Regions from separate parts of the Rattus norvegicus genome. Here region 1 is linked to region 2. The links are chromatin contacts, called in public Hi-C maps. All regions are on one chromosome and are shown on one strand. The core of a region is the stretch at or near the end of the contact, and the rest is flanking DNA. Distances in the headings are between cores, read along the strand shown. Region 1 has its middle 72 kb from the start of St3gal1. Region 2 holds the start of Ndrg1 (N-myc downstream regulated 1).

Region 1 (3,103 bases), core at 252-2,751, 120 kb before region 2:
CCCATAGCTCCTTGCAATGCTAAGCGTTATACTCTAGTCTCTAGCAGAGGAAAATATACGTAGCCTCCACTGTTTGCTGGTTTAGCTTCTCCATCCCTTCAACTGGCCCTGAAGCAGGGTCGAGAATTTGTGTCTGAGTTGTTTGATCACAGGAGTGGAGCCTGGTCAGGCTGCAGTTTCTGAAGCCCTGAGTCTGGATCACAGTTGCTGACAGGTGAGAGAGTGATCTGAGGCGGGACAACTATACAAAAAATAGAAGAAAGAGCTAGAGAGGCCACCAGTCCCCAGGGATGTACATGAATGCAGTGGCACATGGAGGACAACTGTACAAAGGTTGAAACTGAGTCAAACCACATCGACCCACCTGCAGTTCACCAGCACAGGGGTACATAGACAGCCAGGTGCTGGCGTCAGGCTGATGAGACCAAGTGGCTCGGTCCCATATAGCACAGAGAAAGCACCAGAAATTCACATGTGTGAAAGTGATAGAGGAGTTCTTTTCTGGTTGGTGTCATTGGACAACAAAATGGATGAGAAAGTGCCAAAGGCCAGAACTGTGGGTCCCCGGACACTGCAGGTATGGTTCACAATTGGGGAGTCAAGCCATTTCTCTCAGGTCCTCATCATCTCAGCACAGGTGTACTCCTGACCTGTGACAAACCTAAAACAAAAGATCTTGGTGTCTGCTTTGAGCTCTCAGGTCAAGGTTCCATGAATACTGTTGAAATGGAAAGTTCCATAGGCTTCTCAGCTGTACACTCCTAGGCCCAGCCTCCTTTCATGGCCTCCTGGGCTGCCTCTGGATTCTGCCACACTCTTCCTCCATACTTTCCAGCATCTGGACTAGCTTTGTGGAAGCATTGTCCCAAGCAAGGAGCTCAAATTGATCTGGGTCTACACAGGGATGGAGGGTTTCTTCCCCCCAAGAGGAGCCCTGGTTGGACCAGCGGTACCCATGGGTCCTGGGAGTCAGTGGTCAAAGCCTGCATCCAGAGATAGACTAAAAGAAAAAGGGATGCTACAGTTTATGCAATGAGCACACGCAGGCTTAGTATCTGCTTCATCTAACACAAGATCATGGGGGACACTGCAGATGACTGTGGGCAAGAATAGGACTTTGCCAGGAGAAAGTTGGAAGCCATGGTGACAGGCAGATAACCAGACAGCAGTCACACCCATAAAAAACAAGAAAGTACGTTGCTTATGGCATCATATGCATTAATTTGATGAGGCATAGCACCTTGAGGAAGAGAGGCAGACTCAGGACGACTTGAAGTGTGTCAGAGGGTGAAGCTAGCAAGCACATCAAAAGTGAGCTCTGGGTCACTGTGTTCTGAACACTGATCATGGCATTTGGGACCTGGAGGACAAGGACTCTAGGTGGTGTTCCTAGCAGAAGAATTCTAGGCATGAGCCCTACACAATGGTTTAAGGCAGTAAACAGAACCAGCCCGGGGCTGCCCACGTCCTTCTGACTCCTGGCTTACAGCGCCAGCCAGAGTGTTCAGTGGTGGTGGCCACCAGAGGGTGCAACAGAGCCACCTTAGATCATGTCTGATTGAGTTTAGCTGATATGCAGAAGCTTTTGAAAGCCACAGGAGAAAAGGCACACACCTGTGAACAAAGTCAGACTTTCAAAGGACTTTTTGCCTTAGACACCAGCAAGTGCAACACCCTTTTGATAAGATCTCTATCTCTGTCAGTCAATTGAGTAAACCAGTCAAGAAAACAGGTCTGGACCCAGTAGGGGACAGCCCAAGTCCCCAGCCAGTGTGGACAAGATAATAAATGTCCTTGATGTCCCCCTTCCATGATTCACATGAAACCCAGGTTCATGGGGACCCCTGGACCTGAAACTTGGTCATTGCTTTCTATTATTTCTGAGCCATATGCCTCTGAGGGAGCTTGATCTCTCTGAATCATGGTTTACTACTCTGTAAAGGATATTAAATGACATGGTAGACATGAAGCAATGTGCCAGCGATTTTCTGAGATTTCCTATGTGCCTAACACTTATCATGTTCCTCCCCGAATTCTCCCAAGAGACTGAGATGGTAGTGGTGTTCACCTGTGACTGCAGTGCTATTTGCCAGGGTCACCCTATTCATAACAGTCAAGAGCAAAGACCAGAGCTGATTATGGTATCTGTCAGGCCGGGACAGGCTAATGCTACAAAAAGAAATAAGCTTCAAGTTCCACTAACGTAGAACAAGACTCGTTTCTCTTGGGGGCAGTTTTCAGGGTTTTGGGCTCTCCCTCATGTGGAGACCCAGCCCGTCATGAAAGATATTGCTAACCTCACCTCCTTCAGCCCATAGCCTTCCAGGTCACTGCACAAGAAGCTGGAAATGGCTCATAAGCTCTCAAATGTCTCCAGTTAGATCTGATACCTACAACTTCCATGCTAGGTCCATTGACCAGTGGAGTTTCATTGCCCAACAACATCATAAATAAGAAAATAAATGGTGGGATAGAACTTCCAGAATCCTTGAGGGCAACAGGCCACCTCTCCAAAATCTTTCCTTGATGTCAGAGATCCTGTCCTAGTTTTAGAGCCAATTTGTGACAACTCAGCAGGTCTGCTTTGGTCAGCCTTGGGTTAAAGCTGATCAGAAGGTTTAGAAGATGCGAGCGGGGGTGGGGGTGGTCATAGACAGACACCCCAAGGGACAAGAAGCCCAGCATCAGAGAACAGAGATCCAGGCAGCTCATCCCAGTTGCAGTTGTGTGCTAACAAAGGCAGAGAGGACTTGGTGGAGAACGCTGAATGGTACCTTAAACATGAGAGAGAATACAAGGGAAAGACTACAGATTGGCCAAAAATCCAAACTATGTCCATTTCTAGGGACTTCAAGGTGACTGCTTCCACGTGCTCACTTCAACGCTTTCGTACCTAAAGTACACACTGGAAGGCTTAAGCAAGATCGTTGTATCTTAAGGTTCCACCCAACCCTGTCATTCCACTCCCAGAGGACCTGGAAAGGCAGAGACACTAGAGGTGATTTTCCTTCTGAATGCACAGCATCTAGCAAAGTACAGGTACCTGGTTGGCAGGTAAATCAGAACCATGTTGGTTGTCACACAATACTCTGTTTAGAGTGGA
Region 2 (3,094 bases), core at 591-3,090:
GGCAATTCTGTCAGCATCTCAAATTTGACACTCTTTGACAGATAACAAACTATAGGTATTCAATAAATGTTTGTTGATAGACAAGTGAGGAAAGATTCTGGGAAAATGATTATTAATGGGGCGACAGACTGCTTAGTCTAAGAGTGTTGTTAATCAAAAAACAAAATGGCTCCCAAATCTGCCAGTGTTCATTCTCATGGCCCTAGGGTCCAGCAGCTCTTGAACATGTAGGTGCTCAGGACAACTACAGATTGAATTAAGCTCAGCTTAGTGATTTTTTTTTTTTTTTGGTTCTTTTTTTCCGGAGCTGGGGACCGAACCCAGGGCCTTGCGCTTCCTAGGTAAGCGCTCTACCACTGAGCTAAATCCCCAGTCCCCAGCTTAGCGATCTTGTATGGATGTCTTGGGAAACTGAAATCTTGGAGCTCAGTTTTGCTATGCTCTCAAAATAAAGAGCTTTCCCTTTTTACTTCCTCCTCCCCCAGTTCCTTAGCACAGGGCAGGCTCAGAAAGCAGCTTCCTAGATATGTATAGACCAAAAGAGTGAGGATTCGGGCACCTAGAGGCACACTGGAGGGTAAAGAAGAGTGGGTACTGAGCCTCTCGACATTTAGTAGGAGGGTGAGGGGAAGGCCACTTGATCATAAAGGTTGAGCTGAGCTGGTGGTTTTGAGACAATGACTGGATGGGGCGTAGGTGTGACTCAGTCTCTCTATAAAAATGTTGTTTTCTTGGTGTTGGGTGTTGAGATTCTCAGCGTGGCTTCACATCAGAGTCAACCCGGGCAGTATTTATTTATTTAGTGTGAATGGGGAGAGTGGGGGTCTGAGGAAAATTTTTGGCAGTGTGCTCTTTCTCTTCACTTTGTGGTTTCCAGGCATGGAATTTAGGTCTTCAGGTTTGGTAGGCCAAGTGTCTTTACCAGATGAGCTATCTTGCTGCACGCACTGACGAGCTTTTTTTTCAAAGCCCCAGCGTCGCTGCACATTCCCAGAGACTCTGACTAAGCTGCTTTTGGGGTGCAGCCAGGATAGCTACCTGCTTAAGAAACGCTTCCTGGAGACTCACACAGGTGTAGGCCAGGGCTGAGAAACCGGTAACAGGCAAGCAGGCCAAGGTTTTAGAACAGCAATGAGAGGAAGAAGGTCCGTGGTTGGAAAGCGAACACCACTCAAGTTCTGGGGACCACAAAAGGCAGTGTGTAGAGTGCTCACTGCTGCCGGGGCAGGCTGGAGCAGTGTCATCTCAGGATAGAAAGGGAGCTGTGGGGCGCCAGGATCGGCGAGAATGAAGGGAGCTAAGCAACGTGAAAGGAACCTGGAGAGAAAGTCTAGTATCTAGGCAGTAAATGGGGATCCGGAGTGACTACGTGGAGACCCAGAGGAAGTGGGGGTTGCCGCCCAGAAGGGCGTGGCGCGGGCAGACGCTTAGGAAACTCGGAGGCGATGGGGGCCACGCGGTCGGGCAGAGAGACACAAGGAAGTCCGCAAGCACACGCACGGGCGCGCACGGGAACATACACTACCACTCCGTACACACACGTCCGCCGCACACGCCGGGGTCCCGAGACCAGATCACAGGGAGGAGCGGCAGGTCGGGCTTGGGCGGGCTTGGCAGTCTCTCCCGACGCGCCCCTGCAAAGGCTTGCGCAACAGGCGGCGGCTCCAACCCGCCCCGCCCAGCCCAGGCAGGGTGCAGTGGGAGCCGGGCGGGGGAAAGGGGTGTGTCCCCGTCCCCTGCTGCGCTGGGAGCCGAGGGTCTGGGAGGGGCGAGGCCCTGGGGGCGGGGCCCCGGCGCCTATTAAATCGTCCTTCGCACGGACGTAAACAAACCTTGCCAGGCTACCCTCTCGAGCTGCCAGCAGATTGCTCACCCATCTTCTTCCCTCTCTTCACCTCCCGCGGGGCGCTGCACCTTCAGCCTTGCTGTTGGCTCCTTTCCGTGCTTCCTTGCTGGTTAGGTAAGCCCTCCGGACCCCTTTTACCTCCGGGGCAAGACAAGGACCCTCAGGAAAACTCGTCTTCGGGGTGCTACTTTACTGGATTCCCCGCCAGTGCTTTGTGGCCCTTGCGAAGACCACAACCCGTGGTCTTCGGTGGCGCCAGCGCCGGAGGGGTCGCTGGCATCCTTGGAGCGTGTTTCAATTATTATAAGGCAGAAAAAGACATGTTGGGTCTCAGCTTTCTCTCTAACTGGGGAAGTGGGATTGAGGGGTTGAAGTTGGGGCGGAGAGCCTAGGAATACCTGGGTCGCGCTTCCTGGCATTAACCCCGAGCCACAGCTGACTCCACTGTCCACTTGGCTCAAGGGGACACTTTGTGTGAGCTCGCGCGTGTGAAGGGGTGTGAATGGGTGATGGGATGACTAGGAAAAGAGCGACTGTGGCATGTGTGTGTATCCAGGGGATGAGAAAGGGTGAGCAGACTTGGCGGGGAGTGTGGAGAAGGGGGCGAAGGTGTGTCTTCTGTGAAGCCTGGTCCCGAAACAGTGTTATCTGAGCCAAGGTTCCCATCCAGTCGCAGAGCCCGGTGCTCTCCAAGCTGTGCGTGTGAGAGAACATGTGTGTGCTGGGGAGAGTCCGGGGTGTGTCCCGGCGCGTGCTGCACGCGCCACAGCGAGTGTTGGCGGCGAGAGCAGCATAGGCAGGGTGCGGCCCTCTAGGTAGTACCGGGTTGGCAATGTGGCTGCGCGGGAGAGGTGGTTTGTGCCTCTAGGGTCGCGCGGGCATCTGGCAGCCCTAGAGTTGGCTGGAGCTCCGAGTGTCGTCATTTTCGCCTCCGCCTACCCCCACCCTCCTTTCTTTCTCCCAGGCGATCCTCCCTGCTGTTCCAGCCGGGAGAGCAGCTGGAACTGCTCCTCAGTTCCCGGGAGACCCGTTGCGGTCTCTGATTCAGCCTGTAGGGGAGATTCGGGAGGGGCGTGCAGAATGCTGCAGGCTCGGGGGAAACAGGCTGTCACCGCCTCTGTCAAATTAGTAGCTGAAGCTAGGATTTGTGGATGGCTTGCTTACTCTGCCACCTTCAGTGTTCCCCTGTCTCTTGCCCATGCTGGCAGTCATCATGGATCCCCCATGTACCGCCCCTTGGGTTTTAAT

What was found. A called contact is a pair of places that touch in the nucleus more often than the background predicts.
Region 1: a contact with region 2 is called in a Hi-C map of mammary epithelial cells, with 4 times the contacts expected there. The contact joins the enhancer-like site here to the promoter of Ndrg1 in region 2. A contact is called at or near these places in 10 of 12 Hi-C or Micro-C datasets (the A7r5 cell line, the Rat2 cell line, Schwann cells and 6 more).

The regions. Positions count from the first base shown.
Region 1 is chr7:100,728,814-100,731,916 of GRCr8, reverse strand. No RefSeq gene overlaps it. Among named protein-coding and RNA genes, the nearest start is that of St3gal1, 72 kb to the left of the region's middle. Within about 2 kb of position 1,501, at least 4 of the 93 cell types and tissues checked have an H3K27ac peak or open chromatin away from gene starts, as enhancers often do.
Region 2 is chr7:100,613,648-100,616,741 of GRCr8, reverse strand. It overlaps Ndrg1 (N-myc downstream regulated 1), which reads left to right and starts at 1,840. Exons shown (of 16, transcript NM_001011991.1): 1 at 1,840-1,960.